Regions from separate parts of the Mus musculus genome. Here region 1 is linked to region 2. A link is a contact called in public HiChIP or PLAC-seq data. All regions are on one chromosome and are shown on one strand. Each heading gives the region's core, a stretch centred on a gene start, on an enhancer-like site or on the middle of the called end of the contact. The rest is flanking DNA. Distances are from core to core; before and after follow the strand shown.

Region 1 (2,700 bases), core at 129-2,628, 330 kb after region 2:
GGCTAGCTTTGCTAGCTTTGCTCCTCGTGAGCCTGCCAAGGGCTGCTCTCATCCAATCACGGTAGCACAGGAGAATTCACTTGCTTCGGAGAAGTAACAGTGTAACAATGGCCATCTCAGAAGAGGAACCCTAGGCAGTCTTTCAAGCCACTGGAGAGTCGCAGCACATTCCAGTTAACAAAGAATTCAGGTCCCTCCACTCAACGTCAAAACTCTAGCACTGTCCGCACGTTGAATAGACCAAAGCCCAGTAATTAACTCTGCCACCCTCCCCCTGCCTTATTGATTGTGCACTGCAAGCTGATTCTACAGGGAGGTCAACCTGGGATTAAGTGAATTACCCTCAGGCTTTGGGCAAAAACAGAGGACGGTGGTTTATATTCTCTGCCACAGAGTCTTGAGCCGACGCCTGTGAGCTGGGGAGTTTGCACAGAATTGTCCGCCCACTGGGCTCCGACAGTACATCTATGACTCCATGGGGCTGGCCCACAGGGAAGTCTTCACTCTGTTGGGATTCAGCCCAGCGTTCTCCCATCTTGTTCTAGGTCCTAACATATTTTTCAAACAACCTCTTGTGAATCTTCCCTCAGACACCTCTGGTCTACTTTGGAGTCTTTTTAAAAGGCTCCCCTCTTGTTTACCCCATAGTTCTTCTCTTCCTATTCCCTCCTTTAAAGGAAGGCAGAGGGATATGAAATGAAATGAAAGCAAGAGCATCTCAGCTCCATTTTATTTTTTTTAACTATGGCAAAGGAAGAGAAGGCCCCACACTGCTGCCACTCGCACCAATTTAGGTTATCTAAGTGTCAAAGACACTTGCTTCAGTGAGACAATGACACTCTGCAGAAAGACATCCTTCCCTCTGCAGAGATAATTATACTCTACAAAGAGATATCCTTCCCTCAGCAGAGACAATTACACTCAACAGAGAGACATCTTCTCCTCGCTGTGCCAACAGACCCCGCACCACTTCCCTTCTGTAAAGAGTTCGTGTGTCCTTGTTCCAATAATTTGAGAAGGAACAAAAGATGAGCAAAAGGCCAAGGCTTCCCCAGCGGGGAGGTGACAGAGAAGGAGCAGATGAGGCTCTGAGCTGGAAGAGGCGCTGTTAGTGAACTACAGGTACTGCAGGAAAAGCCTCGTGACAATGTGACCAGAACCTGGCCTCTCGACAGCTTCTTAACTTTGGCATTTCACCAGGCTGAGGGACGAGAGAGTTCCCGGTTGTCATGTATAACACCCGTGAGAACCCAGAGGCTCAGACTCCCTGAACCTCAAATGCCATCTTCCCTAAAAATGGTTTAATATGTGTCATCATGGTAGCAACTTGATGCAAACCTGGGACACAGATGCAACTGTCATCCCATTTGAGAGAGGAAGTTAAGGGCACAGGCCACCGTGTGATAGACAGACAGAGAGTGAAAGGACAGGCTGGATCTGAACCCCACAGCCTTTACTCTTGATCACCATACAAAGCGTCTCCTCCTTCACGAGTGCATTCTCAGACCGCAGGCTCAGCCGATGAAAGCTCCTTTTGAGCCTCTGTATTCCTTCTGGTCCTCAGGATCATTTCCTGGACTGAGTCAGGGACCAAGACGCAGGATAATGAACCGGGTAATTCTTCCTACAGTGAGTCACCATTACAAACAGAAGATTCAGCCTTTTTTCTTTTTAAACATTTATTTTGGTGTGTGTGCGTGTGTGTGTGTGTGTGTGTGTGTGTGTGTGTGTGTGTGTGTGTGTACACGAGTGTGCACATGAATGTGCATGTGGCTAGGTGTGCCCATGCCACCTTGCATGGGTGGGTCACAGGGCAACCTACCTGCAGGAGCTGATCCTCTCTATGATCCACTCTATGGGTTCTGGGATCATCCTCAGCTCGCTAGTCTGGGACTCGAGCACCTTTACCCACTGAGCCATCTCCCTGCCTAAGACCATTCTCCTTCACTAGAAGGCTGAGCCATAATGGGCACTTCTGACTCGGGAGAAAAGCCTGCTGATGAGCCAGGGAGAGGGTTCAGCAATGACCTGTGCTGCCAAGCCTGAGCGCCTGAGTTTGGTTCCCAGCATCTGCATGAGAGGAGAGAACTAGCCCAGGCAAGTTGTCCTCTGACCTCCACTCACACCATGCATACGCCTACACAATCAAATCAACCACAATGCAATTTTAAAAATCGGGGGAAGGGCTGGAAAGATGGCTCAGCAGCTAAGAGAACTTGGTTGCTCTTACATAGGCACCCAGCCCCAACCCTCTGTGACTCCAGTCCCAGGGAATTCAATGCCCTTTTCTAGTCTTCTAGGGCACCTGCATGCATGCAGTTCACATACATAAATATAAGCAAAACACACTTATACATAAGATAAAAATAAATGTATTTTTGAAAAGTTTTAGTCAGGGCTGGAGAGATGATACAGCAGTTAAGAGCCCTTGTGGTTTGCTCATGCAGAGGATCTGGGTTCCATTTCCAGCACTCCCATATCTCACAACCATCAGTAACTAGGAACTCTCGTTCCAGGAGATCCACCCTCCTCGTCTGGTCTCCACAGACACCAGGCAAGCACTTGGTACACACGTAAACAAAATGCTAATGCACATAAGTGTGTGTGTGTGTGTGTGTGTCTGTATCTGTCTGTCTGTCTCTGTGTGTGTCTATCTGTCTGTCTGTGTGTGTCTGTGTGTGTCTGTGTCTGTCTGTCTGT
Region 2 (2,700 bases), core at 140-2,639:
GCGCAGTCTCTTTAGGACGCGGTGAAGCTCTGGAAGGAGCAGAGAAGGGAGAGACACACATCTATCTCTCACGCACATCACACACACAGTTATCCTAAACCTCTCTTAGCAGATCCATGCTCCAGGAGGTGAAAGCTGCTGTCCACTCTGCCGAGGCCTGTGGACACTTTGCTTGGGTATCTCTGAAGATGCAGCACTCACATGGGAACTCTGAATAAATGCATCCTCACCAAGCAGCTGCAAACCTTAACGCCAACGCACAAGGACAGAGTTGGGGTGCTCTGAATAAAGACGAGGAATCTTGGTTGGGGGAGGCTTGAAGGAGAGTGTGTGTTTAACCCTTTGACACTGATATGAAGATGTCACCCCAAAAGTTTATTTTTGATAAATACATACTTGAGGTTTTAAAAAATCAGGGGGAGGGGGGAGCGGGGGAGGGAGAGTCTCATAATGTTTTAAGTGTATTTTTGTTGAGTGATGTTCACAGTTTCCCTCGGCATCATGCAGTCCACCGGCTGCAGGTTGAGTGTGTCCTGGAGAGATGAGGAGCCAACCAGTATAATGCTACTACCATCTTAGTTTGTAAATTTTTAACTTTATTTGTGTGTGTGTGGGGTGGGGGGGACACAAACTTATACCCAGAAGTCCAGGCTGACCGCAGACTCTCTACATAGCCCAGGATGGCCTCAAATTTGTGGTAATACTCCTGACTCAGCCTCCAGTATGCTGGGATTGCAGGCATGAGCCACCTTTCCTGGCTTAATAATGCTAAACAGTGGGTGCTGCAGGGTCTCACCGTGCATCCTGTTTTCAACCAGGTTGTAGAAGGTGTGTGTATGGGTGCACATGTGAGCCGGCGTGTCTGTGCCTATGTGGCAGCATGTGTGAATCCATCCTTCAAGGAAGGGCTAAACAGCCATGTGTGAAGGAGTTACTGTCTCAGGGGGACATTTGGAGTCACAGGGCATGGTAGTGGGATGATGAGAGGCCCGCTGGTTTTAATATTGCTTCCCAGAGATGCTTCGGGAAGAGTGAGGAGGTAAATTGGCTGTTGTGAGTGATCTGAGATGAGTCCAAAAGTAGGAGGCAGCTGCTGGCAGGAAGTAAAGGGAGGCTCACTGTTGCCTGGCCCTTCCATAGAACACAGGCACAAAAGGAGAAGAAAGCAAGGGGGCTTGTTTGCCCTTGCTTCCTGGTGTAGACATGCTTTCATTTCAAGATCATCTAAAGAGCTTTCTGGCTTCACAAGCCAGTTAGCAGGAACTTTAGGGAGTGCCCCAGCAGCATACCTGGGCAAGGCTAGGGTGAGGCTCTCATAGAAGCCATGGAGAATGCATTGTATTAAGGACTAGTCATACCTTAAAATAGTCATGCAAGTGAAGCCTTTTGGACACTAGAGGGCGCCATTGACACACAAATGGTGCTTCCAGGCCCACACCACTTCACTGCAGAGGACACCCCACACAACTTAACTACAGTCTAACTTCTTGAAAGTTGAGCCTCCTATTCAACTTCACACCAGTTCAGTGGGATCGGCCTAGTCTTGAAGCAGGAAGCTCACAGGGGCCAGTAGCTGCAGGTTTTCCCAACAGACCTCACCTTCTAAAAACCCCTTAACATCAATGAAAGCAATGACACCTCAGATTCCAATGTCTTGGGGGAATTGCATCAGAAGTGTGCGGTGGAGAGATAGCTCAGTACTGACTGCTCTCCCAGAGGACCTGGGTTCAATTCCTAGCACCCACATAGAGGCTCACACCTGTTTGTAGGGCTTGTGATACACTCACATAGACATACTTGCAGGCAAAGCACCAATGAACATAGAGTGCAGAAGGGGAGAAAGAGAGGAGGAAGAGAAAGAGAAAGGAGAAGAGGAGGAGGAGAAAGAGGAAGAGGAGGAGGAGGGAGGAAAGCTAAGTGAGTTAGTAAGAATCTGAACATGTTTACAAAGGAGTTGTACTTTACTAGAGAGAGAGAAAGGAGAGAGAGAGAGAGAGAGAGAGAGAGAGAGAGAGAGAGAGAGAGAGAGAGAGAGAGAGAGAGAGAGAGAGAGAGAGAGAGACAGGCAGGTTCTTGGAAGGACTCTCTAAATGCCTGAAATGATATGAAAATTTATTGCTTGGTTAATAAGAGGTCTTAGGGTAAGATAAAATGCAAAGCTAGACAACATAATGGCTCTGAAAGTCAAAGATTCAGGTCTCATTCAACAGGTCAACTTTGATCCAGCTATAGTCCCTTCATGGTCACAAGACATCAGTCATTGTTCTAGAGTGACAGAGAACAATCCCTCTCTCCCTTCTTCCCTCCCTCTCTCCCTTCCTGCTTCCCTGAATGTACATCTGTGTGAGTATATGAGTGTGTGAATGTACATGCATATGTCTGTGTTCATGCATGTGTGTGCACATGTCCACGTGGTGTGCATGTGTGTGCACTAGCACAGAAAAGAAATCTCCTCAAGAAAAGTACTCCATTAAACAAACAAACAAACAAACAAACAAACAATTTGGCCAGCGGTGGTAGCGCATGCCTTTAATCCCAGCACTTGGGAGGCAGAGGCAGGTGGATTTCTGAGTTTGAGGCCAGCCTAGTCTACAAAGTGAGTTTCAGGACAGCCAGGGCTACACAGAAAAACACTGTCTCGAAAAACAAAAAACAAAAAACCAAAACAAAAAACCAAAAAAATTTAAAGTACTTTTAAAA

The links. HiChIP or PLAC-seq counts read pairs in DNA pulled down with a chosen protein or histone mark.
Region 1: a contact with region 2 is called in a FOXA1 HiChIP or PLAC-seq map of pancreatic cancer cells. The contact joins two enhancer-like sites. A contact is called at or near these places in 25 of 484 Hi-C or Micro-C datasets (the C2C12 cell line, the G1E-ER4 cell line, cardiomyocytes and 7 more), 2 of 115 datasets of contacts at active chromatin or transcription factors (embryonic stem cells and pancreatic cancer cells) and 1 of 9 other capture datasets (embryonic stem cells).

Annotation. Positions count from the first base shown.
Region 1 is chr10:93,756,128-93,758,827 of GRCm38.p6, forward strand. No RefSeq gene overlaps it. Among named protein-coding and RNA genes, the nearest start is that of Gm26239, 50 kb to the right of the region's middle. Within about 2 kb of position 1,379, at least 25 of the 459 cell types and tissues checked have an H3K27ac peak or open chromatin away from gene starts, as enhancers often do. A contact at or near this core is called in pancreatic cancer cells, where this site is marked.
Region 2 is chr10:93,424,487-93,427,186 of GRCm38.p6, forward strand. No RefSeq gene overlaps it. Among named protein-coding and RNA genes, the nearest start is that of Gm40742, 5.2 kb to the right of the region's middle. Within about 2 kb of position 1,390, at least 69 of the 459 cell types and tissues checked have an H3K27ac peak or open chromatin away from gene starts, as enhancers often do. A contact at or near this core is called in pancreatic cancer cells, where this site is marked.